Regions from separate parts of the Mus musculus genome. Here regions 1, 2, 3 and 5 are each linked to region 4. A link is a contact called in public HiCAR-type and promoter capture Hi-C data. All regions are on one chromosome and are shown on one strand. Each heading gives the region's core, a stretch centred on a gene start, on an enhancer-like site or on the middle of the called end of the contact. The rest is flanking DNA. Distances are from core to core; before and after follow the strand shown. Region 1 holds the start of Pms1 (PMS1 homolog 1, mismatch repair system component). Region 2 holds the start of Dnah7a (dynein, axonemal, heavy chain 7A). Region 3 overlaps Gm32311 (a long non-coding RNA gene). Region 4 holds the start of Ccdc150 (coiled-coil domain containing 150). Region 5 holds the start of Osgepl1 (O-sialoglycoprotein endopeptidase-like 1).

Region 1 (5,315 bases), core at 954-3,453, 950 kb before region 4:
CTAGATCACAGTCCAACAGTCCATCACTGGACGTCAGCACAGGAACTTAAGGCGGGCAGGAACCTAGAGGTAGGAGCTGATGCAGAAGCCATGGAGGAGTGCTGCTTCCTGGCTTGCTTCCCCTAGCTTGCTCATCCTGTTTTCTTATAGAACTCAGGATCATCAGTCTAGGGATGATGATATTGGACAGCACCCACAGTGTGCTGGGCCCTCCCTCACTGATCACTAATTGAGAAAATGACTTACAACTGCATCCTATGGAGCCATTTTCTCAATTGAGGCTCTTTCCTCTGATGACTCTAGCTTGTGTCAAGTTGACACATGAAAACAGCCAGTACATCCTCTGATCTAGTGTACCTCCTATCAATTTCTGGATTCCAGGGTCTTATTTATCTTCCTTCTAAATATCATACTTAGATGACCTAAAAGACAAGATAAATATTATTCTATCTCAGAATCGCTTTTTCTCTATGATTTGCTTGGTAATAAAATTAATAGCCAACATAGGAACTTCATGTACTATCTTTTATATTCCTCTACACACATTACACATCTATTACAATGGAATGGAAAATCTTGTTAACTTGCAGAAGATTACCATATTTCTAAGACATATGCATATTTTGGCTCAGAAGGCCACACCTCAATACTTTCCAAGCAAGCAAGTTAGAAATCTCAACAATACTGTAAGAATTCCCACCATATACATGGCACCTGCTCCTTCCTGAGTTTCTTAGAGCATTCTTCCTAATACCACTTCTGGTCAGCCCCTTAGTATTTCTCCTCTGAACGACTCCAATAACTACCAAATTGATATATGGATTTAAATATTTGTAAGTTGTTTCTATAATTAAAGTATCTTTGCTATCCTACTTTAAATTTTTAAGATTTTTCAACTGCTAAGTATGTTAAGTCCAAATTCCCTACTACCCTATCTCTCTAATTTCATCCCATTTTCCAAATGTACACACAGTACTAATCTGGTCACACTACAATGTGGCTCTCTTTACCTAGATGTGGTAGGATTTCCTGGGCCACATGACATTTTTCTGGGATGTCTTGTGTCAGTTCCCAAAACTCTTTTTCCATATTCCAATCTCCCAAGAGATTAGGCATCCCTTCGTTTTTTTAATTCAAACTCATAAATGGCTATTTTATTTATCTGTCCCTTCCTCTCTGGCTCATATTGCTTTGAGGGCAGTGAATGTATATTGAAAACATATTCAGGAATGTGGCATATTATTAAGGGGTGTGCACTTAAAGACCTCCTCTGAAAAGCCAGAGGGTTGATGTTCCAGCACACAACACATGGAGTGTGGGAAAAGAATTCATACCTAGTGAGGACAATCCTACTGTTGGAACAGTCCTAGTGTTAGAAAAGAAGTCATGTTTACTGAAGCCAATCAACAGTCCTGGAAGTATGCTGTGATCAGAAAGAGAAACTGATCTACAAAAGCAAAAAGATTAGAGAGCTTGGATTTTAGGGAGAAAACAGCAAATTTTACAACAGAATAAATCCAACCCAACCATCACACAGAACCAACACAAATAAAAGATACCTACACACACACACACACACACACACACACACACACGCACGCAAGCATTCTGTCAACTTTAAAATGTTTTTCAGAGTTATTTCTGAAATAAAACTCACAAAGTTTTATAAATACAAATCACCAAGGTTAAAAAAAAAAAAGTACTTTCAAAGATGATTTAGAAAGAGAATGGATTAATCAAATCTTTTTTTCCTCCCCTTCCTCATAGAGATGAACTTCTGGTATTCACATCTCTTCAGGATGTACACTGTCTTCATTGGGAATAACCACAAATTAATACCTTTTTGTGTGAGACAACGCACAGTGCTACAAGCCGCTACACTCTCTAGCAAGACAAAACTTTCCCACCTTGAACCCCAAGGGTCTGAGCTCCAACTACTGCCGAGCCAGCCCAGAGGCTTGAAACGCGTGCGCGCGAGCCCCGCAAATCCGCACCTAGCCCCGGGAGGCGCCTTCAGCCTCCCCGAGCATCACCGGGCACGCTCGTTCGCGGTGACACTACCTTCTAGCGCGCATTCACCACCCACAGCGGCAAGCACTCAGCAAACCCTGAGTTGCACGGCCTACTTCGCTGGACGTCCTTCGGACCGAAGCACGGCTGCGCTCAGCAGGACCCGCGCTCGCGCTCCTCTAAGGCCCGCCCACAGCAGGAAGTGGGATTGGCGCGGCTGGCAGCCAATCGGCTGCTCGCTAGAGCAGCTTGGCAGCCTTCCGGAAGCGGTGGGGCGCACCAGTAGCTCTAGCCAGAGGACCTACTGTGGCTGCCGCGGGAATTGTCCTGTGACCAGCCAGGAGCTGGCGGCCGGTAAGCTCGAAGGCTTCCTAGAGCTGCGGCACGGCCCAGAAGGCCTGCGGCAGAGCAGGTTCCTGCTGCCTCCGGGGCTCGCGCTGTGCACCCTAGGTGTCCGCAGGTGGTCGGCGCGCCGCGGAAGTGCAGCCGCGACTGGGGCGGTGGGTGTGCGCGGGCGGGGAGGGCCGGGTAGCGAAGCCTTTGCGGCACAACCTGCTGAGAAAGGGTTTCTAATCTAGCATAGGTGGCAATGTGAGGCTCTTTCCAGCGGGTTTGGGTTTTTAATTTTTTACGTTGTGTGGGATGTTCGAACTATTAAGCTTTAAAAGTGCATTATAGGTACTTGGTTATTATAGAAGCAAAATTTACGCGAGACTCTCCCTTAGTGTAACTTTCATCACTGCCTGTTCCATACATCTTGAGAAGCCGAAAGAACATTACACTCCAGAAACACTTGCGTAGCCGGGTGAAATTCCTTTCTTCAAACACTGCAATAGAAAGGATTTTAGGTATCTTTGAATAGAAGCTGAAATGTATTCTAGCGCATTTCCTTCTCTCAGACAACACCCATTTCAGTTTGATTGTAACAAAGTAAACTCTTAGGCCCCCCCAAAACTGTATGCTCACGACAATTGAGTACTAATACTAGAAATACTAATACTTAGTGTTTCTTCCTGAACATAAAAGGAGTAAGCGGGTGGGTGGGGGCGCGCGGAGGTAAATAAATAAATAAGTAGAGAGTTTGGCTAAAGAAATATTGAGAAAGATTCATGACTTTAACCTAGTTGTGGTACAAATTTGAACCCCTAACCCTATAAATTTTTCATTTTACATCAACAGCTTGTTATTTCTAGGTTCACTATTCAAATGGGGGCACACAGCCAGGCATTAGTGGCTTATACACTTGTAATCCCTCTACTCTACAGGAGGATACCTGTGAAAATGAGGACAGCCTGACCAACCTATACAGTGAAACCTTGTTTCAAGAGAGAGGGAGATCAAAGCAAAATGCTTTTGACCTCTGACTATGGCTAAAATGTTCCATTACATGTTAGCATCTTGCCACTCAGACTGGTTGAGCCAGTTCTGTCCCCCCACCCCCACACACACACATCTTTTTAAAATACTATTTTATTGGTGATTATTATATTTGACAAAACTAGCTCCACAGAGAAATAAAAGTAGTATGCGGAAAGCTCATAAAAGAAAACAAAAAGATGACCTGAAAATACAAAATGGGCTAGACTGCCACGGGAAGGGGAGTGGAGAGAGCAGGAGAGGGGATACACTAGAAACATGGTATAGGCATATATTGAAACATCGCAGTGAAACTGCTAACTTGAACAATTATATATTTAGCTCCTGGCTCTCACTCTGCTTACATTTTACATATATGTAATTTTTTCTTTTTTTAAAGAATTTTGAAATAGGGTATTGCTATTCGGCTAGGCTGACCTCAGATTTTGGCAATCCTCTTGAATGCTGGGATTACAGAACTGAACCAACACACCTGGATCCAGTTTGAGCTTTCTTTCCTATTATTCCATCTAGTTAAATTGACAGGCTAGAAAACAAGCTTTGGAAAAAGAAGCCATACAAATAAGCTTTGTCTACCTAACAGTAGTGACAGCCGGCACTGATAGTTTATTGCTTGCGCTGACCTCTGTAGAAGGCAGATTTTGGGGGTCTGTGTGTTCAGAGTGAGAAGGGGAGAAAATTGAAGTAACATTTTGTCATGTCAGAATGTGGGTGTTTAGGTTTCCAGCTATGGCACTGTTGATTTCTTTCTTTCCTGCAGAGCAAACATGAATGTTGGAGTTGCCCACAGTGAGGTAAACCCCAATACTCGTGTAATGAACAGCCGTGGTATGTGGCTGACATATGCGTTGGGAGTTGGCCTGCTTCATATTGTATTACTCAGCATCCCCTTCTGCAGTGTTCCTGTTGCCTGGACCTTAACCAACATAATACATAATCTGGTAAGAACTCCATCTTCTTTTCAGTATGGAGAGCTCTAAGATTGTCTGTCAGGGAGTTAAGGAGAAGGAAGCAGTGAGACACCATTGACTGAGTACAGAGCTTCAGTTTGGAAAGATGAGAAAAGTGGAGATAAGTTACTGGTGGTTCCTAACAGCACAAAGGTATTTAACACATTGTCAATCAAACCTATAACGTTAGTGGTGTTTGGACAGCACGCTGCTCTTCAGTTCTGAGGAAGGTGGATCTCTGTAAGTTCAAGGACAGCTCGGTCTACATAACAAGGTCTACGTGGTCAGGAAAAGGAAGACTGCACAGAGAGGCCCTGCCTTAGAGACAAAGAGGAGGTGAATATCTCACCATGATGCCCAGGATGGCTTTGAAATCCTTGGCTCAAGTAACCATCCCCTCTCATCTTCCCAAGTAAGTGGGACTAAAGGTGCACACCCACAGTACTTGGTGCATAGTTTGAATAGTGGTTTCTAGAAATGCTTGACTAGAAACCTAGTCACCTCCTTTTGACCAGAACTCTTATTTTGGCTTCTGTGGGATCACTTTGTCCTAGGTATACCTCTGGTTGTCTTCTCTTTTTCCTCCTGTCCAGTCTTCCTTTTATCTGCCCTTTAATATTAGTAATCTCTTCTGGTCCTTTTCTCTGATTCTCTTTATGCTGTATATTCTATCCAGATCATTCCACCTACCTGTATTTTCAGTTTCTATCTGTAGACTAATGCTTGTATTTAGATCCCCTTACAATTGAAAGCAAGCATATAAATGGAGTTTGTTTTAGTCCTGATTTAACCCTCACCACACCAGTCTGTTCCTAACTTCCCTCTAGATCTTAAGGCTTTTACTGCCTGCTAGACCACTGAATTTCAAAAGTAAAACAATGTAATGTCACCCTGACCTTTTCATGAGCAAAGGAGGCTCCAGTAATAGCCACTCCAAGAGAATTAGGTAGAAGCCTGTAATGTCTTGTGCAAAAAGGA
Region 2 (5,402 bases), core at 1,280-3,779, 540 kb before region 4:
CTGTTGCCTTTGCAGAGGGCCTGGCATCTAACATCTACATGGCCACTTGCAGCAGTCTACGGTTTGAACTCCGGGATTCTAATGCCCTCGTCTGGCCTTTGCGGGCACTGCACACATGGTACACACACATACAGGCAAAACTCTCATACAATTTTTTTTTTTTTTTTTTTGGCCAGGCAGTGGTGGCACATACCTTTAACTCCAGCACTCAGGAGGCAGAAGCGAGCAGATCTCTGTGAGGTCTGGGCCAGCTTGATCTACAGAGCAAGTCCCAGGACAGCCAGTACTATACAAAGGAACCTAATCTCAAAAACCATCATCATCGCCATCGTCATTGCATCATCATCGCCATCGTCATGGTCATCATTGTCATCATCATCCTCTTAAGCGAATAAGCAGTTGAACGTGGCAGACAAACGATGGTCACTTGGCTCTGTACAGTTGAGTACTGAGCATAGCGTGGCTGCAGCAGTTTTGCCTCCCCTGCGTTTGTGAGCAGCTTCCTAGTGGCTGAGTAGTGACACTTTAGAATTCTGGAAACTCCTTCAACTGAATCTTTTAAGTGTCTGAAGTTTTTTCCTAGCATTAAAAATGAAACGAGCAACTGGGAAAGACTTATATTTCTCTTTAAATACCGAACTTAAGAGAAAAACCCAGACAGCTATCTCTGAAAAATGCCACATCCCTCTCAACCTTCCACTCATGAGAGGAAATGTTAAACCCCTCAGTAAATACAATTCTGCCACTGCTCACTGCTTCAAACGGAGTGACAACGTAAGTAAATGTCATGTGAAAATGGAATTTCCGAAAATTTAATCCATTTATTTGTTTTAGATTAAAGTATAGAACTTTCATCTTTTCAAAAGGAAAACTGTAGTCTTAAATTAGCATAGGTGAAAAGAATTAATAAAAATACCTTTCCAGGAAAACCACTGTACAGTTAACAAAAGAACTATTTTAGATTTTGACAGTATAGATTGTGGTTGCATGATTGGGCCAAAGTCTTACTTGGCCATCAAGCAAATGAGCAACTCGAGTATAGATGGTAACGAGCTGTGATTTTGTTAAGAATCACACAGGGAGGTCTAGTGATTGCTTGGGTGGTTTTTGTTGTGTTTTTTCCTCTTACATGTATCTGTAATTTGGGGAAATTCTTTCCTCATTTGTTCGTGTACTGGTCATTGTTAATTGTACTTAGATATATGAAACAAAACACCTGTCTCTTAGTTCTTAGTTAATATGTGGATTGCAAAAAACTGAAAACTTTCTCCAGCATTTACATAACTACTGCTTACTTGGTTAGCAGGCTTGACATCCTCTGCTAGTACTCTATAACCTATATAATCTATAACTATAGCTGTAATAGGATAGATATGACATGTCTTTCCAAGGAGCTCTTGTGTCGAGGGGTGACACCAATTGGTGATGAAAATGCTACTTTCACCCATAAATTAATGTAAGTTTGTGGGAATGGGCCATTGAGAGTAAAGCCCCGCTGAAGAATGAGGGCTATTAGGGGTGTGCTTTCAACCTGTTGCTCTTTCTCTAGCCTCTTCCCCAGTGCTCTCTGCCATGCCCTCCTCCCTGCCTTGATATAGACTTCAGTCCAGCGCCCAGAAACACCCAGAACCCAGCGACCTCTCAAGCCATGAGACAAAATAAGAATTTTCTCTCTGAGTTGCCTTGCTCTGTTTTGTCACAAAACCTAAATAGCACAAGATTGTAAACTACCCTCCCGTGTGAGAGAGTGCATGTGCCGGTGACCGTGCGTGTGCGTGCGTGTGTGATATGTCCATGTTTTGTGTAAGGGTGCCCCTGCCTCTGCCCAGAAGCCAGTGAATCACTCACTGACTTACTACTTTGAGACAGGGTCTCTCACTTAACCAGAAACTAAGGGGTTGGATGGGAAGTTGCTGCAATCCTCCTGTCTCTGACCCTCGCAGAGCTGGGTTACAGGCAAGCTCAGTCACACTGGGCCTTGAAGTGGGTGCTGGGGATTTGAGTCTATGTCTTCATGGCTTCATATCAAGCTCTTAAGCACTAAGCCATCTCCCCAACCCCCACATCATCTTTTGCAGCCATTTTCACAACAAACTCGGTTTATAAGAGAAACCACTATGGAGGGATGAAAAATCTTAAAAGCTGAGTACAATTTTCAGATTGAGAATCAACTTTTTATTTGGGTTGAACTGGCATCAAAACCGCCCACCCTCCTCCCACCCAAACACTCCCAGTGTGCAGCTGGGGTCGCTGTGGAGCCAGTTTCCACCGATGGCGCATCCAGTTTGTGTCCCGTTGTTACGACAACGAGGTCCAACGGTTGGGAAGGAAACTGGAGGGAAAACACTCAACGCCAGGGTGGTACTGGAGTCTGCTCCTGCGTGCCTGGCCCCCGGGACCGACCCTGGCGGCCCAGCTCTCACCTTCTTGCTGCTCATGGCGTCGACTTGCGGGCCAGGCAACGCCGGCCGGGATCGCTGCTGCGGAACTCAGGACCTGGAGAGGAGAGTTGTTCGCCGCTGGACAGCTCTAGGCTCTTTCTGAGCTGAGAGCTTTAACCGCCGTGGTCGATTCGTTGCTAAGCAACAAACTGGCGGATTCTACTTCCGGTCGTCTGCATCTGCGAGATGAGGTGCAGAACTTTCTGAGAGGTCGAGCAGGGTGGCTCTCTGAGGCCTAGGTGGCTTCCAACACAGCCCTCACTCCACTTTACAGAGGGTGGCAGGCAACTGTGAGGAGCGAAGACCCCTTGATGTCTAAGTGGGTCCTCAAGTTACTGCATCTTTCACCGAGTCTGCGTGGGCGTGGTTCTCTGCCTTAAGCCTTCATTCGGCTGTTTCTGCAGATTTCATTGCTAATGTAGGCAAATAGAATAATGACAAGGCACTCAAGACTAAAGCCTGTAAAGTGCTCCATATCCAGGAGCCTCAGTGTTCAGTTCTGTTGACTTCCCTAACACACTAGAAAGTGAGCCTTCGGAAATTCATTTAAATCCACGCGTGATTGACTACATGAACGAAGCTGTGCCAAGACAGTCCCTCAGGCATAGGCTTGGGTGACCGTAAGGCATGTGTTCATAACTAATAGAAACAGTGCTGTGAGTCATTTCTCTTAGAAGATGCAGAAGAAACGTGAAAGCTGAGATTTGAAAGAGGAGGACACATGCTGTGCAAGGAATATTTCGGGCAGAGCAATCAGATGCAAAAGCCTGAGACATTTCATGGTTATTAGAAGAACAAAAAACAAAAATCAGAAGAACAGAAGAAAATTAGAAGAACAAAAACGAAATCTATCAGACTGTCGTTGGAATAAAGCACATTGGAGTCCGGTGATGAAGATGAAGATAAATAAGTGCTCTATTTTAAAGATCTGGTAAAATAGAGTGAGGAGTTTAGACTTCAATGTAAACTGCCTCCTACTGAAAAGTTTTTGTTTAATTTTGTTTATTTATTTTGGTTTGGTTTTGAGATCGTCTCATTTCTTAGCCTAGACAGGTCACAAACTCTCAATCTGTCTGTGGCAGCCTCCCAAGTGCTAGAATTACAGGCTTATGCCACCATGCCTGACGGTAAACGTTTTCTGTTGAGAAATGGCAGGTTCCTAACCTAAAATTTATGTGACATCTTAAGGGATCTCGAATGGCCAAAAACAACGTTTTTTAAGTGACATATTTGGAAGCCTCATATTTTTTTTTATTTCAAAATTTAGTACAAAGCTACAGTGATGAAACAATGTCTTCACAACAAATGATACTGAGGAAAGTAGATATCCACGTGCACAAATGTGACATAGACACTTAATGTCACATATAAAAATCACCTCCTGTAGGTGGATTACCTACATGGAAGAACTAAAACTTTAAAACCTTTAATGAAAACAGAGGGTCTCATGGCACTTGATTTTCTTTTGGTTTTATTTTTTATTAAAATCTTATTTATTTTATACACATGAGTGTTCTGCATGTACCCAGATGCCAGAAGAGGACATCAGACCCCACTACAGATGGTCCTGTGCCCAGGCCTGCAGGGATAATCAGTGGGGACCCAGGGCAAGGGAGTGAGAGAGTGGGAGGGAAGGAGACAGGAAGAATGATAGCAATTCAATCACACTGATCAAGCTCTGAAAAACTTTACTCAGGAGTGTCAATATAAGCATAAGCAAAAGGAGGCTCCAAGGGAGGGGGAAGAGCCCAGGGGCTCTCTGAAGGTCAGGTGGCAATCTTCAGCTCTTGGAACCAACGGTCACAGTGTCCTCTTTTCCTACAAACATTCTTACTGTTAATACAACGAATGTTCTCTCAGGATTGTTTATGTAAGCTAGAAAATATCCACAAGGCCATGGCTCCCAGCAGTTGTGACCCACCATGTGTTTGCTGGGAATTGAACTCAGGACCTCTGGAAAAGCAGACAGTGTTCTTAACCACTGAGCCATTTCTCCAGTCCCCTCTTTTGGTTTTATATATTTATTTACTTGGGGGTGGAGGGAAGCATGTAGAGGTCAGAGGGCAATCTGTGGGCATTAGCCTCCTCTCCTTCTACCATGCATGTTCCAAAGATTGAACTCAGGGTAGCAGACTTGATAGCAAATGTCCTTACACACTGAGCTATTTCACTGGCTCTATGGCACTGGGTTTTGCATTAACTTAATAGATCTGACCCCCAAAATAACAGAAGAAGACAAACTAACTCAACCCTATTCAAAGGCAACATTCAAAGGTATCATTCTTTGTGCAACAAAGAAACTATCAGACTAAAATGGCAATATGTGGAATAAGAACAATTCTTTACAAATGTTATACTGGAAAAGAGATCTATACTCAGAATATTAACAAGTACTCGCAAGGATGCAGAAGAGCCAGAGACCTTGCACTACAGGGCAGTGTAAACTGGTATACCTACTAAGAAAAAACAGCCTAATGGTAACTCAGAAAACCAGAATCACCTCATGGCCCAAACATCAAATCCTTAAGCTCCAATTAAAGGGTTCACAAAGTATGTAAAGCAAGAACAAATGGGAATCTATTTTTAAAACAACCTAAATACTAAATACCAATAGCTTAAAAACTGAACAGAAGGGGAAACCCTAAAAAAGAGCTCAGAAAAAGTGACCAGAGTTAAAAAGAAAATGGAATAATAAGACAACCAAGGCAAAAGGTGTTTTAAGGGATGTGATAAGTGATATCAAAGGCTTCTGAAAGAGAGTAAACTAATGATTTCAGGTCGTCAGGGGTGAGCATACCATGGAGCTTTGGAGTGGTGCATTGTGATACAGCAGCACTGGGAGGGGCCAGAAGAGAACCAATTGTAAACATAATGTTATGGTGCACTGTGTAAAGATTATCCTTGGATTACTCAAATGTTGATCTCTCTGCCTCCATTTCTGGTTGCAAGACGAACATGCCA
Region 3 (5,266 bases), core at 2,235-4,734, 520 kb before region 4:
TTCAGAATCTCAATAGGGAAGAGCTATTTGATTTCTTGACCTCCTAATGTGCCAGTGCATACAATTTCTAAAGTGACTAAAAATTGGCAGATGAGCCAAAATAGAACTCAAATGTGTTTGTTAATCTTTTTGTTTTTCTTTTCAATAACTGAATACCTAAGGCTAGGTAACTTATACAGGAAGTGTATTTATATCTTACAATTTTGATGGCTGGGAATGTAAGATATCTGGTGAAGGACATCATGTTGCATCATAATGTAGCATAGGGCTTCATAAGGTGAGACAGAAAACATGTTCCTCATTTTATACAGCTATAGATGCCATCACAAGGCCCTTATCATCTCATTAAGTCCTAATTATGGATCATAGGCTCTACCTCAATGCCATCAACTCTGGGACTAAGTTTCTAGCCCATGAACTTTTGCAGTAGATATTAAACCTTAATACCAGATTTTCCAATGGCATGCAAACATTTCATAAACCCATTCTATCATTATAAGTTGCCACTTTAATGTCTCCTTCAATCTCTGTTCATTAACCATCTCCAGTCTGAGCCACCTAACTTATATTCTGCTATTACTGGCCAGTGTCAAATGAGCCCCAGAACAGTTTTACTCTTTTTTGAGTTCTTCATCTCCTTCTTCAACTATGCATACAATATCTTATAGTACTTCAGTGATGACTCTGGCTCAGTGAACAGAAGCTACAATTAGTGAGTTTCCAGACTACATGGGTTTCTATTTTTCAATTCTAGCCTCCTAGAAGCACCTTCTAGAAAGCATTACATCATGAATTGTTCTGTAGCAGATATTGTCTTAGTTACTTTCTACTGCTATGATCAAACACCACGACCAAGGCAACTCATACAAGGAGGTATTTAGAAGGACTGACAGTTCCAAAGAGATGAAAGTCCATCATAGCAGGGGAGGGATAGACATGATACTTGGTGTAGCAATGTGAGAGCTCACAGCTTGAACAAGAAGCAGGAAACAGAAAGCCCACACTAGGAATGTGGTTAGTCTTTAAATAGTCAAAACCCACCTCCAAGTGAGGCTTCCAACAAGGCCACAGCCTCACAAACAGCGCTACCAACTGAGAACCTAGAATTCATATTCCAGAGTCTATGGGGGACATTCTCATTCAAACCATCAGAGGCACCTTCCAGGTAACTGTCACATACAAAATACACACATTGAGACATGCACGATCAGTTAACAGCACGTTACTCAACATCATCTCCTCTGTAAAGGGAATTGTCAACGACAAACTAAAAAAGAGAATCTTTCCTGGTCACACATCTGCCAGTGTTTATACTATCACCACCCACCCCAGAAAGACAGACTCACAACCCCACACATCATTCCTCTACTAACACTACTGAATTCCCTACTTCCACATTAGCATGAACAAAATACCTTTATATGAAACAACTAACTTAAAACTTTTATTTTTGTCATGAAATACAGAGCTTGTCTTTGGAATTTTTAGTAATAACGTTACACAGAATATACTTCCATAAGACATGGTACCTAGCCAAAGATATCCAAAAGGCCCGTACAAAAGCATTTCTTGTTGGGTCAGCTTTTATTAAATTGTCCCCAAAAGCTGATATTTGGGGGAATAAAATATTATTAGTAAAGAAAAGCATGTCAACTTTCCAAAACCAAAATGCCTGCAACCAAAGAGAGGATAAGATTTCAAGGCCTGTACAGTAAGGCAGCTGTGTGATGATTTACTGGAAAATTCCTCCAAAACATAATAGGAGCTGCTGCTACAAAGGAAATATTTTCCCTTCAAGTGCATGCTATTAAAGTTCAGTCTGTTATGTACTCCAAATACCACCCTGTTAAAATCTGAGATCTTTCGCAATAACCTCCCCCTTAGGGACTTGACTCTTGTTCCATCCTTCTCCAAAGCCATGGCACCACTAGGGTGAAATTCATGATGTGAGTCCTAAACTCCAGGGGACTCATTCCTTTCCTGCCGCATCCAGCACCAATAACTAAGGATCCAAGTTCATTCTTCAGGCACACAAATGACTTATGCTAGAGGGTGCAAATCTGATAGAATTTTGCCTTCAACTAAAGAAATGATCTTATACTTCCAAGGGTAGGGATGGGGTGGGGTGGGGATAGAGTGGGGTGGGGTGGGGTGGGGGAATGTATGATTTATAGGGTGACTGGACTACTTGGAGCATGGGTCCTAACCTCTACACACAAGACCAGCATGCTAGAAACTGGTCCTCTTGCTCTATAGGGACCTGTGAAAACATTGAGGTGGGCAGCACGCAGCACAACCACTATTCTACATATATGGCACACAATTGGTACCAAATTTGCCAAAAACCTCTTAATCGTCCCCCAAGCAGTCTTATGGAGCTTATTCCTTGGCTCTGCTAATTCCAAGGGCATTTCTTAGGAGTCAGCAGAAACCTCTTGGACTCTACACATCATCATATTTATACATACACTGGTTGGTTCAAACTACAAGGTTGGCTTCTTCTGTGCAAAGGGCACCACACCATTGCACTGTCTGGGGGCAATTATCCCAGAGATTTTGGTCTATGTGGGAAAATGGAAGAACGGTGTGGAAAGGCAGCAGTTGTAACAAGAGGTGATCCCTGGTTACTTTGACATTGCAACCACCCACCCACCCCAGCCCAGGGGAGTCCCTCTACTAGACAACTTTATATCTGGTTGTCGATTCCTGGTGATGAGAGATTAGATCTTGGGTTTGGACTCCATCTGAACCTGACCGAAGGTTGAACCCTCTAGCACCAGTTTCCAGGTTATTCCCCATCAAACCTGAGTCTGGAACCAGTTTTCAGGTTATTCACATACAAATTTGCACCTCCAGGTTACAAGCCTGCCCCTGGCACTTTACACCCTAACAAACACCAATCAGGAGGAAAGCAGAAGTAAAGTTTATGGTTTGGCTCCCAGCACCAGCCAATTATTTCAAAGGGCAACAAAATTTCATAATATCCCACCCCCAATCAGATGTGTGCCAGGCTTTAGAAACCTCCTTGCTTGCTTGCCGTTTCCTATAAAACCTGTCCCACTGAAAGCTTGGGGCTTCACCAAGCTTGAATAAAGAGACCCTAGTGCAATTGCATCAGAGTTGACTCCTTGGTGCTTTGGGGTTTTGTTGTTGTTGTTGTTGTTGTTGTTGTTGTTGTTGTTATGTTTTTGGGGGGTTTTTTATGCTTGTGAATGAGGCTCAACAATGAAGCTGCTTTTTACTTAATCTAGAAAGTTTGTTTTTATGTGTGCCTTCATTTGATTAAAACTCCAAGCTTTTCTTAAACATGGAAATGATCTGATCACAGCAGGACATGCATATGGGAGCAGGTTGCTCAATAACTATGGTGTATGTGCCAACTAACCTGAGCTGGTTCTGACCTCTGACATGAAGCTCTGTTGTAGAACTGGGAAGCAGGGGGCTGAGGCTCTAAAGGTTGCTTTGCAGGGAAAGTCTGAGTCCCTTTGTGGGTGATTCAGCTCTGCTATGCATGGGGAAGATAAATTGTCACATGCTTTACTCTTGCTGAGGGGTGAGGGATTGTGGAAAGAAATTTGTTTTTAAGATTCCAGTGAGTTTGAAAGGGCTCTATCTGAGAAGATACGAATTGGGTCTGCAATGAGAACTTTTCCTTCCTTATGATAAAAGATTATCCGAAAAGTTATCTGGAACTGTTACTACGCAGCAGACTCTTTGAGCTGAGTAGATAAGAATGGAATTCCATTTACTCTGCCACTCAACTCAGCCACTGCCTGCTGCCTCAGCTCTGAAATCTGTTCTGAGTCACAGCAAGAAGTCATCAGAGGCTTTGGGGATGCTTGGGCCCGTTCATACAGTGTCTTTCTGCATAAGCATGCTAAACATCTTGCATTCTGACCCTCAGACCTGTCTGAGAATAAATCTGTAGCCTTGTGAGCCCCACAGCCGGAGCCATCCTTTATACCAGCAAGGAAAACATTACACCTAGATAACCTGGCATGGTGTGCTGCAATGTTGGTTTGAGTATTTCTGCTACAAGGAACAGTAGCTACAACTCAAAATAGCTTAAATAGGGCCTACTGTCTCGTTCATGAAAAGAGAAAGAGAGCATTGGAGTCAGTAAGTTTCAGGTTAGCTAACTCAACAGCCTAACGGCATCATGAGGTCCAGTTTGTCATGTCTCATCCTCGAGTTTCTCAACCTGAAAGCTGAGCTGGTCTGCTCCTGGTTAAATTTGTTTACTTCAGTTCAAAGCACTTGGTCAGTAATGCCCGAAAAAAGTGGTAGAGAGAGCTAGCTGCACCACATATTCCTTTCCAAGCACTGGGAATATGTTATGTCCTCAGAAGCATGAGGCCATCCTAAGCCAGTTGCGAGGGAAGGAAGGAATCAAGTAGGGCCCACTGGAGCCATGAAAAGGGCTTGAAGACCTCCTTCCTGGTTTCTGTAAGGAAGGACAGGGATAGAGGAATGTGTGTGGCAGACAGTGATGATAACAGTGTCTGCCCTCCCTCAAGGATCCTTCAGAGCAATCAGCTTTCTGACTGACAAAGCTTTATCTCCAGTGCCCACTAATAAGGAAAATGAAAGAGTTGTGCTATAGATAAGTCATTATTAAATGCCTTAAATTAAATTAATTTCAACTGTAATTCTTTTAAGGCAACAAGAATGATTGTTAGTAACTTAACAGTATGTTTAATTACTAATATATTAATGATAAATCATATCTATTTTGCTATGCTATATTTTAATATTGAAGTATATTAATCTTAGTATTTATACCAATTAAGGTATTTGGCATTAATAAAGTATTGGGAATTCATATATACACATGATTGTGGGTGCATGAGAAAACTAAGAAGAATGACAAGAAACATGAAAACTGAGGGATGATTACCCCAATCACGAAGGTACAAGATCAGTGGGTGAAATGGAATGAACAATACACAAAGGGCTGGTATTTGCAGTGCTTCTCTTCTTGATCTTGGCTGCCTGGCTAACAGTGTAGTCTTGAGTCTCAGCTCTGTCAGCATTCTACTTCAGCAGGCATACAGGACAATGCCAGGAGCACCTACCTGGTCCATTTCTTCCTATTCATTGTTACTTAATGATGAGAAAATGTAATCAAATGGACACCCATGGCCCAATGAGAAAAATGTGCATAAGCCAAGAGTTACAATTCACTCAATTCTCACTCTTATTTTTTCCCACATGGTAAGATGATTGTAATTTTTAAAACAAACAAACAAACAAGCAAATGGAAGAA
Region 4 (4,919 bases), core at 2,382-4,881:
GAATTTTATTGAGGATATTCATAAGAGAAATTGGTCTGAAGTTCTCTATCTTTGTTGGATCTTTCTGTGGTTTAGGTATCAGAGTAATAGTGGCTTCATAAAATGAGTTGGGTAGAGTACCTTCTACTTCTATCTTGTGAAAAAGTTTGTGCAGAACTGGAATTAGATCTTCTTTGAAGGTCTGATAGAACTCTGCACTAAACCCATCTGGTCCTGGGCTTTTTTTGGCTGGGAGACTATTTATAACTGCTTCTATTTCTTTAGGGGATATGGGACTGTTTAAAAGGTCAACTTGATCCTGATTCAACTTTGGTACCTGGTATCTGTCCAGAAATTTGTCCATTTCGTCCAGGTTTTCCAGTTTTGTTGAGTATAGCCTTTTGTAGAAGGATCTGATGGTGTTTTGGATTTCTTCAGGATCTGTTGTTATGTCTCCCTTTTCAGTTCTGGTTTTGTTAATTAGGATTTTGTCCCTGTGCCCTCTAGTGAGTCTAGCTAAGGGTTTATCTATCTTGTTGATTTTCTCAAAGAACCAACTCCTCGTTTGGTTAATTCTTTGAATAGTTCTTCTTGTTTCCACTTGGTTGATTTCACCCCTGAGTTTGATTATTTCCTGCCGTCTACTCCTCTTGGGTGAATTTGCTTCCTTTTTTTCTAGAGCTTTTAGATGTGTTGTCAAGCTGCTAGTATGTGCTCTCTCCCGTTTTTTCTTGGAGGCACTCAGAGCTATGAGTTTCCCTCTTAGAAATGCTTTCATTGTGTCCCAAAGGTTTGGGTACGTTGTGGCTTCATTTTCATTAAACTCTAAAAAGTCTTTAATTTCTTTCTTTATTCCTTCCTTGACCAAGGTATCATTGAGAAGAGTGTTGTTCAGTTTCCACGTGAGTGTAGGCTTTCTGTTATTTTTTTTGTTATTGAAGATCAGCCTTAGTGCATGGTGGTCTGATAGGATACATGGGACAATTTCAATGTTTTTGAATCTGTTGAGGCCTGTTTTGTGACCTATTATGTGGTCAATTTTGGAGAAGGTACCATGAGGTGCTGAGAAGAAGGTATATCCTTTTGTTTTAGGATAAAATGTTCTGTAGATATCTGTCAGATCTATTTGTTTCATCACTTCTGTTAGTTTCAGTGTGTCCCTGTTTAGTTTCTGTTTCCATGATCTGTCCATTGGTGAAAGTGGTGTGTTGAAGTCTCCCACTATTATTGTGTGAGGTGCAATGTGTGCTTTGAGCTTTACTAAAGTTTCTTTAATGAATGTGGCTGCCCTTGTATTTGGAGCATAGATATTCAGAATTGAGAGTTGCTCTTGGAGGATTTTACCTTTGATGAGAACGAAGTGCCCCTTTTTGTCTTTTTTGATGACTTTGGGTTGGAAGTCAATCTTATCAGATATTAGGATGGCTACTCCAGCTTGTTTCTTCATACTATTTGCTTGGAAAATTGTTTTCCAGCCTTTTATTCTGAGGTAGTGTCTATCTTTTTCTCTGAGATGTGTCTCCTGTAAGCAGCAAAATGTTGGGTCTTGTTTGTGTAGCCAGTTTGTTAGTCTATGTCTTTTTATTGGGGAGTTGAGACCATTGATGTTAAGAGATATTAAGGAAAAGTAATTGTTTCTTCCTGTTATTTTTGTTGTTAAAGTTGGCATTCTGTTCTTGTGGCTGTCTTCTTTTAGGTTTGTTGAGGAATTACCTTCCACCTTGTTTTTTCTAGGGCGTTGTTCCCGTTCTTGTATTGGTTTTTTTCTGTTATTATCCTTTGAAGGGCTGGATTCGTGGAGAGATAATGTGTGAATTTGGTTTTGTTGTGGAATACTTTGGTTTCTCCATCTATGGTAATTGAGAGTTTGGCTGAGTATAGTAGCCTGGGCTGGAATTTGTGTTCTCTTAGTGTCTGTATAACATCTGCCCAGGCTCTTCTGGCTTTCATAGTCTCTGGTGAAAAATCTGGTGTAATTCTGATAGGCTTGCCTTTATATGTTACTTGACCTTTTCCCCTTACTGCTTTTAGTATTCTATCTTTATTTAGTGCATTTGTTGTTCTGATTATTAAAAATATGGAACGCTTCACGAATTTGCGTGTCATCCTTGCGCAGGGGCCATGCTAATCTTCTCTGTATCGTTCCAATTTTAGTATATGTGCTGCCGAAGCGAGCACAAGTCAACATTTTAAAATTAGTTGAAAATTTGGAGGGAGATCAAAAAAAATAAAGTGTGTCTAGTCTCTTCAAAGACAACATTAGAAGCAGAGTATGGCAATATATGTTTGAAACTATCATTCAGGAGGTTGAAACAGGAGAATTTTCTTGAGTTCAAGGCCAACCTAGACTATATTAACATGACTCTCAAAAAGTAAAAACCCAACAAACAAATAAACAAAAATATCCACCCAAACCAACCACAAAATTAGATGTTGAATGTGATGAATTTTCAATTAAAGAGAAACCGAATCTCTAGCTGATAAATTTATTATCAATATTGAAAATTTTAAATCCATTTCTCCAACTTTGCAATTGTTTGACCTAAATTCTTACTTGCCAGGTGATGGACACAAGAAGTGAAAGGCACCGACTTAATTCAGTTTAACTCTCTGACTACTGCCTAATCGGGAGACGTGAGCTTGTGAATTTTCTCATCTCACCAAAGCCTGAGGCTTTTCTGGGGAGTGCATACATGTGTCCTTCATCTGTTCTACAGAAAAATCTTGTTGAATGGAAGTGAAATCATATATACACTGAAAATTACCAGCTTTTTTTTTTTTTTTTTTTTTTTTTGCACTAATGCGTTTTCATTTTTATGTTTAAAGTTGTTTTTGAACAAAGGCATTTCTTTTCATGGGTCATTCACAGTCTTATGAATGTCTTAACAGCTGTGGCTCAATGGGCAGGTATCCTCCCCCCTGCTCAGGAGGCCCCAGTCACCAAAAGAATCAGAATAGCATTTCTGTCAAGACACCTGCGAAGTGACAACTCTCAGACTCAACTCTCAGACTAGGTTTATCAGGTTTATTCCCTCAGCCAGAAGGAAGAGCTTTGATTGCCCTGTGTGGGGTACCAATCATTTGGTCCTGTGTCCTGAAACTCAGGTGAAGTTGAATACCACGTTCTTAACTATAGGAGGGTTTTCACGAAGTGTAAACACTTTTAAGGCAAAACTGAAAAACATGACACCTTTTTTCTCCTTCCCCGGCTTTTCCCTTCTTTCCCTTCCTTCCTCCCTTTCCACCGGCTTCGTTTACCTGTCAACAAGGAATCAAAATCTACGCTGAAGAGACAGAAGACTAGAGAGTAGCGTCTGCGTGGCTTACTCTCTACCTGATCGTTATGAAAGAGGACCGAGTGGATTCTTTTGACAAGAACGAGCTGATTTTTTTTACATTCTTGTGTTCATTAACAAAATATTTGTTAGTTTCTCATAGTTCATACGTTATTTGGTCCTCTGGTTCTCCAACAACTGAAAACATCTGATCTTGGCCTCTTCTTGCTTCCTGCAGGGTGCGCCTAGTAATTAGGGCAAAGCCGACCCAATCGAGGAGAGGGCAGCAACTACGTTTCCCAGCGTGCTCTGCTGGAAACACAATGGAGTTTGGCGTCATCCGGGTCACGTGGTCTCGCGTTTCCCGGAGCACTGAGGGATTCCGGCCAGGGTCCCTCCCCAAGTGGAGGGCCCTGCTGGGCCGGGAAAACTACACTTCCCGGCATGCCTCACCTCGGGTGCGCCTGCGTGCCGGAGCAACCCTGCTGGCGAGCGGGTTGGTTTAAAGAGCTGTTTTAGTTCCATGGAAACAAACTTGCTGCCTGGAGGACCGAGCTACGGGCTGTTGGATGAATCAGGGGTGAGGCTGCCGGGCCCACACAGGAAACTGAGGTGGGCGGCTTAGGGGGAGAGACCACGCCTCAGAACAAGGTTCCTTTCCCTCCCAGCCCGAGTCCAGTCCGGCCCTGGAGACCTCTAGAGCCTCGGTTTACCTTGCTTCAGCACCCTGCCTGGCTGTGAAAACAAGCCAGGTTAAGTTGGCCTTGGTTGGACCACAGCTGCAGAAGGGTGGCCAGCCGCTGAGACCTCTACTTTAGTTGCTGTTCCCCATTTAGGTATACAGTTAGTTGAAGGTTCCTGGCGAAGGCTTTTTCAACATTAAGGCATGGTTTTCTGCCACTTGTTATCCTCCCTGGTTTGCTTCCTGGACGTGAGGCGTCTCCATTTGTATTTGTACACTGTTTCTTGCTTGAGCGGAGATAGATGTTTGTTAAGTATTGTCGTGTTTGGCACCCACAACAGCCAAGATACTATGCTAGGCTCAACAACACCAACAAAAGGATTGTAACCCTACGTGAATCAACGTGGGTCAAACACAGATTCTTGGGGTTTTGTTGGTTGGTTGGTTGGTTGGTTTGTGGACTTCCCCCGTGCTAGGGAATTATACACAGGGACAAATAAAGGGCTATTTTAAACTAGCTGCTTTCCAGGCACCATTTGGGACATAACACACACCCGTTTCCTTCCTCCGACAGAAATTGCATGCTCCGCGACAGTAAGATCCATTCTGATGCTGACAGCAGATATCTAGAAACCCTTTAGAGACATGAATACAAATGTGGTGTCTCTCAGTCTATGCTACAAATGCCATAGTACGATTAATGCCAATAACCCCTTTTGCACACGACTTGGTCCATGGTTTGATGAAGACAAGCAGGCACTTCACCTGCATAGGACTAAATTCTATTTTGTCATCTGAAGAGAGAGAACTGAAGCCAGAAGGTAGAAAGGAACATACAAGACCTAAGATGGGAGGAACCTGGGTTATTGCACAGCGGAGTGCCTGCCAAGACCATTTGGTAGTGTGTGCCTGTAATTCTAGCCTTGGGAGGTAGAGACCTGAGGAGAAGTTTAAAGTCATCCTCACATCGAGTTTGAGGGAAG
Region 5 (5,302 bases), core at 1,880-4,379, 940 kb before region 4:
AACTGCCCAGTTTAACTTCATTTTTGAAAACTAGTTTTTTGCACATACTGTACAAATAGGAATTTCTCTTCCCATTTTCTGTGCTTTCTACTTTGAATGCTTTAAAACATATTTATTCGTAGCTATATGAGGGTTTGCTTGGTTATGCTGTTTTAGGCTACAGAGTTTGTAAAGAAGAAAAATGTGTGCCTTCTGTAGAGGTGCTTACAGGTACTTGAGGAAGTGAGGAATACCATGGAGGATGCAAGGTAATGGATGCGTGGACATTAACATGTAGCAGACCTACAGCATTTGAATACTGCTGAATAAGAAGTGGAAAGTACAGCAGTCTAGAAAAGATTGCCAGGAAGAATAGTAACGGATTCTTGAACTCCAGAAATGTGTTTGAGATAACTCAAGAAAGCCACTGGCACAGGGAAAAGAGAAAGGAGAATGGCAGCGTGAAAAAGTTACACAGAAAATGAGAGGGATTCATTTTATTCACAGCTCACTGACTGCTGTTGAAAATGAGCTGAGAATAGAAAACAGAATAGTTGGGAAGCGACTGCAGCCAAGCAGTTACTCAGACTAATCGGTAGCATGTAAAATGGTAAGTGGTCAAATGTGCACTTCATGGATGACACTGTTGCAGAAAGAAGAAAATGAAGCGATTCCGTAATCACAGTCCTCAAAGCAATGGAGTCAGCCATACATGAACTGAATGAGGAGCCCAAACACCCTGTCATCCTTTGAAAGTGTTCTTCATGACAACAATGAAAAACGTACTAACAAAGTATAGATCTGAAAGAAGTAAAGCAGGAACATGGATGTGTGAACATCCATGTCCACAGCCGCATTCTTCACATTAGCCACAAGTCAAGACATGCCCATATCAAAAGGGATGGATAAAATAACGCATTTATGCAATAATATGTGATTCTATGTTTAAAAGGGAATTTTGATATATGGTAGACAACAGATAACCTCAAAGACCCTATGAAGTAGTCACAATAGGACAAATGTGGTTATGATTTCCACTTACATTCATAAAGACAGAGGAGAATAGTTGTTGCCAAGATTGAAGTATTAATGTTTACCAGCTACTAAATTTTACTTTGGGGAAGATGACTTTTGGAGATCAATGGTAGTGAAGAGTATAAACAACAAGGGTTCTTCAGACCATGTATTCTCTCTTGGTTCTCTCTATGGTTATCTGCCATAAGAAGATAACCTGAAGGACAAGTTGTAAAGTAAGTATAATACCTCAGCAAACGTAAGAGAAAAATCCTCCAAAAATGAAACCAGACGAACAGTATTTCCTATAGTACAAGGATTTTTCTCACATCAAAGATGGAATTGCTTAGTAAAGAAGACTGGAAAGGAGAAAGGCAGCTGGCCATAGAATGCATGACTGATTTGAGGCTGGTGTGTGACTCAAGTGGGAAGCAATTCCTCAAGCTTGAAATATTAGCCATTAAGAGCACTGAGTTTATATCTACTGCTTTCATATAATATTCATTTGATCTTCATTGTGGTTTATTGAAAACAAAGATGAGAGACCAGCAGACTCACTATCCTAGCTCCAACATTATTACATTTTTTCACAAGTTAATAAACTAACAAGTTCTGATGACTTTTAAATGGTTTTCTAGCAATTTGTGATGTGTGACTCAGTAATCTAGAGTCCAGTCACTTCCAAGCCAAAGCCTGGAGAGGAATCAGATGCAGAAACCAAGGAATTAGGTCATGATCTTGCCAGGCTACAGATACAGCCATTCAAACCACTCAGCCTTCTCCAGGTTACTCCACTTTGTGTGCATTTCCAGTTCTCTACCTTTCAATTATCTGCATTGAAGATCGAGGGTTAACCTTAAGTTTTTAGCTCTCACAACTAAGAAAGTACCTGCCATAAAGGAACAGTCTGGATGAATGTGTGATAAAGTCCAGGTAGGCCTACAGGAGTGGGTATTTGTAGTCCCAGTTACTGTGGAGGCTTACAAAAAGAAGTCCGCGAGTTCTGGACAACATTGCAAGAACCTGAATCATAGATTTTTATATTTCATACACATGTACATGCATCTAAGTGGAACACGTAAGGTATAAGTATTGTAAAATTCTTCCTATTAAATTCACCTGAAGGTTACAAATGAGTTTGACTTCTGGTATTTAACCAAACAGGTTCCAGACTCAAGGTTGCCCTGGCCCATTCTGTGTTAGTCAGAGGCACTTAACTCTGTGACTAAATTCATTCAAAATTAGCAGCCCAATTATCTGTAAATGAGGCCACCAAGCACAGTATCTCCTGGATGTGTTCCTGACCCTGCTGGCACAAAATTGTTACTTTATTGTCACAGGTTGAAAAAAGTCTCAATTTTTTTAAAAGTAAGTTCAATATTGTAATTATGAATTTACTAGTACCTTCTCCTAGAGTTTAGTGTAAGTCTGTGAGAAGAGTTACCTGGTGGTGGTGGTGGTGGTTTTTTAACTCATCAAAGCAAAGATCCAAGCCCTTCCCAGCCTTGCATTGTAAAGCCTTTGCTTGCTACAGTTTTAAAGTTTAGGTAGAGAGGAAAGATTTGGAATACATCCATTTGATTGTACTAACAGGTTCACAAACCAGACCAACAAAAACAAAGCAAGATGCAATAATTAGTACATGCTATACAGAAAGTTGAAAGCTGACCTAGTAATCCGGGGCTATAGAATGCCATGGGTGCTTCACTTGGGATGATAAATGCAGCAGTTGTTTAAACTGTACAACCAAATACACTTCACTGAGAATCAAGTGCTGTTTTTGCGGGTGTTCTGACTTCTGATGAAAATACTTTCCCCATGAAAATGGAAGGTTTCTCAGGCCACTACCTTTTAAGTCTGGTGACAGCTTTCCTAAAATAGAATGACAGTAAATCCTACCCTTTTTCTCTTGGTGGCAGCAAAGTTCTAACGGAGGGCAGAACCCTTTCCTTAAATGCGGCATAGTGTGGGCACAGTGAGATCTACTGAATCTGGACACCTTTTCATGAGTCGCTATCAGCGTGACTTAGTAAAAGACCTGGTATTCACAAACCTGGCAGGAACGCCTGGGGCTATAAGAAGTTATTAAGCATTTCTTTACTAAGACAAGAGAAGGACCGCCGGCCCAAGGGCGGTGACGTCACTTCCGGGCGCCTGCGTAGTGCGGGCGCCCGCAGTTTCCTAAGGGGAATGGAGACTGCTCCCGCGCACGTCTTTCCTGTCCCAAGCTTTTGCTCACCACCAACAGAGACTCCGTTGCTTTCCAGCAACAGATTCCAGCTGTGTTGTCCAAAACTAATTCTTCTGGAGAGGCTGTGGGAGCTCACGACTGAAATCTGCGCGTAGTTTACTCTCAGCCCAGTCACTGCAGGTCTGCTTTCCCAGTTGACGCGTTCACTGTATTTCTAACCCCAGTTTTGCTCATTCCACACGTCTTGCAGTGTGGGAATACTAGAGTGTTTATGTTTAGTGATGGATGGATTGCTACCTTTTGGGGAGGAGTTGATGTGGGGAGAAGGGTTTAGGAAGAGGTTTGGGTGGTGAACCTATTACAAAAAGTGGAGATGTGAATCCGAAGATTGGATAAGTGTTTACGGTTGTCTTTGCAGAGATGCCGGGGGTTTTTGCTTGTTTTTTACAATGAACTTTATGAGAGGGCTTGCTTCCAAAATACAAAATTAAATCCTGATTAGTGAGCATAATATTTTAATAAACTGTCCAAATGCAGTACACTATTTTCTGGGGGAGAGGGGAGTCAATAAATGGGAGGCCTTTATTTTTGATTTGTTCTATTTGCCTTTAATTTTTAACATCACTTTAAGTAGTACTGTCCACATAACTATTATACTATAACATTAACTGTTGTATAAAGTGCGTGTTGAGCATGGTTTACCCAAAATGCCTGGACCAGAAGTGTTCCAAATTTCAAAAAAAAATTTTTTTTAATTTTGCGATGTGCCATATTCGTGACCAATTTGAGGATGAAACCCAGGTATAGATGTGAAATTCGTGTTTCATTTGCATCCTGTAAACACAGCTAAGGCAATTTTATACAATAATATTTTTAGTACTTTTTGTGTTTCCACTAACAACTCAGGTGGTAGCGTGCTTTAGAGCTTCTTTCACTTTGGGGGTGCTCAACTTGATACATTATAATCATTTTATATGCTTCTCATTTTTCTCTTGCAAAATTTGATTTATTCCTATCTAGTGATTTCTAGGACCTCTAAAAGATTTTGATAATGTTTTTACAAATGTTCTTAAAATTTTGAAGTCTGCATACTTAAAAAATAAGATAACATTCATTATTTTGTTTAAATAAATGAATTCATTGCAAATGACATAATATTTCTGTAACTCTTTTCTAGGAAGTATTTGTAGAGTAACAAATATGCTAATGTTAAGAAGGACAGCAGGAGCTATTCCCAAGCCCCCAAAGAGTAAAGTTTATGGATTTTTAAGAAGATTTAGTGTTCATCCCAGAACTCTCTCTTGTCATAAACTGGTCCTGGGAATTGAAACCAGCTGTGATGACACAGGAGCGGCTGTGGTGGATGAAACTGGGAATGTGCTGGGGGAAGCACTGCACTCCCAAACTCAGGTTCATCTGAAGTAAGTAGCAAAGGTTTGGGTCATTTTCTGCCTTTTTAAAGAAAAATGTCACCACTCTTTTCCATTTATCATGTATAAAAGTCAAAATTTAATAGTTAAATTCTTTTCTATTGTATAAGACCACTAAGTACCACGATAAATAGCTATGCCTTATGGTACACACCTTTAATACCAGCACTGCAGAGGTAGGCAGATGTTCCAGGCCAGCCAGTGCCACTCAGTGAGACTTGTCTCAAAAAAGAAAACAACAGACAAACCAAAACCTGCTGTAGAAATATCTCATACCTTGTCTTGGCTTTTAAGGCTTCCCCAGTTCACAGTAGGGTCTCAACATTTGCCAATCCTTATAACAGAAGGAAGCAACAACCATTCCCAGAACTAATAAATTTTATGATGTTTTTCTCAATGATGCCTTTTCCCCCTGTATATATGCTTTGTGGTTTCAACAGCAGTCCCAGGAAAGCATCATCTGATAGTTTAAAAAAACAAAACTATTCACATGTACACATAGAATTCACATAGTACTTAAGACATTGTTGTATTAAGCTTGGGTTTTTAAACCCAGCTGTTTGCAGATGACCAGAGGACCAGTGACTTAAACAATTGGACTGGATATAAAGTGTAAAATATACTTAGCTTTAACCAATTGTCACTCAAGAATGTAAAATGATTAGAGTATTTAAAATTTAAAATTTAA

The links. Promoter capture Hi-C pulls out the DNA fragments that hold promoters and counts their contacts. HiCAR-type assays count read pairs that join an accessible place to other places.
Region 1: a HiCAR-type map of astrocytes shows a contact between it and region 4, with 2.7 times the contacts expected there. The contact joins the promoter of Pms1 here to the promoter of Ccdc150 in region 4. A contact is called at or near these places in 3 of 39 promoter capture datasets (HPC-7-derived erythroid cells, hippocampal neurons and liver) and 2 of 115 datasets of contacts at active chromatin or transcription factors (astrocytes and large pre-B cells).
Region 2: a contact with region 4 is called in a HiCAR-type map of astrocytes, with 2.8 times the contacts expected there. The contact joins the promoter of Dnah7a here to the promoter of Ccdc150 in region 4. A contact is called at or near these places in 6 of 39 promoter capture datasets (the 3T3-L1 cell line, the C10 cell line, embryonic stem cells and 1 more) and 1 of 115 datasets of contacts at active chromatin or transcription factors (astrocytes).
Region 3: a promoter capture Hi-C map of 3T3-L1-derived adipocytes shows a contact between it and region 4, with 2.2 times the contacts expected there. The contact joins the enhancer-like site here to the promoter of Ccdc150 in region 4. A contact is called at or near these places in 10 of 39 promoter capture datasets (the 3T3-L1 cell line, 3T3-L1-derived adipocytes, the C10 cell line and 5 more), 1 of 115 datasets of contacts at active chromatin or transcription factors (astrocytes) and 1 of 9 other capture datasets (macrophages).
Region 5: a promoter capture Hi-C map of liver shows a contact between it and region 4, with 3 times the contacts expected there. The contact joins the promoter of Osgepl1 here to the promoter of Ccdc150 in region 4. A contact is called at or near these places in 11 of 39 promoter capture datasets (the 3T3-L1 cell line, the C10 cell line, cranial neural crest and 7 more), 1 of 484 Hi-C or Micro-C datasets (embryonic stem cells) and 1 of 115 datasets of contacts at active chromatin or transcription factors (astrocytes).

What each region holds. Positions count from the first base shown.
Region 1 is chr1:53,294,825-53,300,139 of GRCm38.p6, forward strand. It overlaps Pms1 (PMS1 homolog 1, mismatch repair system component), which reads right to left and starts at 2,204. Exons shown (of 13, transcript NM_153556.2): 1 at 2,062-2,204. It overlaps Ormdl1 (ORM1-like 1 (S. cerevisiae)), which reads left to right and starts at 2,271. Exons shown (of 4, transcript NM_145517.4): 1 at 2,271-2,364; 2 at 4,148-4,328. The coding sequence starts at 4,155.
Region 2 is chr1:53,704,255-53,709,656 of GRCm38.p6, forward strand. It overlaps Dnah7a (dynein, axonemal, heavy chain 7A), which reads right to left and starts at 2,530. Exons shown (of 66, transcript NM_001252070.1): 1 at 2,424-2,530. The coding sequence starts at 2,438. It overlaps Gm32311 (a long non-coding RNA gene), which reads left to right. Exons shown (of 5, transcript XR_373404.3): 2 at 177-774.
Region 3 is chr1:53,725,232-53,730,497 of GRCm38.p6, forward strand. The region is part of intron 4 of Gm32311 (a long non-coding RNA gene); the gene reads left to right. Among named protein-coding and RNA genes, the nearest start is that of Dnah7a, 21 kb to the left of the region's middle. Within about 2 kb of position 3,485, at least 28 of the 459 cell types and tissues checked have an H3K27ac peak or open chromatin away from gene starts, as enhancers often do. A contact at or near this core is called in 3T3-L1-derived adipocytes, where this site is marked.
Region 4 is chr1:54,247,052-54,251,970 of GRCm38.p6, forward strand. Ccdc150 (coiled-coil domain containing 150) reads left to right here and starts at 3,632. Exons shown (of 28, transcript NM_030025.2): 1 at 3,632-3,834. The coding sequence starts at 3,778. It overlaps Gm51622 (a long non-coding RNA gene), which reads right to left and starts at 3,562. Exons shown (of 3, transcript XR_003947818.1): 1 at 3,238-3,562. It overlaps Gm25829 (a small nuclear RNA gene), which reads right to left and starts at 2,157; the gene lies at 2,051-2,157.
Region 5 is chr1:53,310,495-53,315,796 of GRCm38.p6, forward strand. It overlaps Osgepl1 (O-sialoglycoprotein endopeptidase-like 1), which reads left to right and starts at 3,130. Exons shown (of 8, transcript NM_001285839.1): 1 at 3,130-3,364; 2 at 4,362-4,605. The coding sequence starts at 4,385.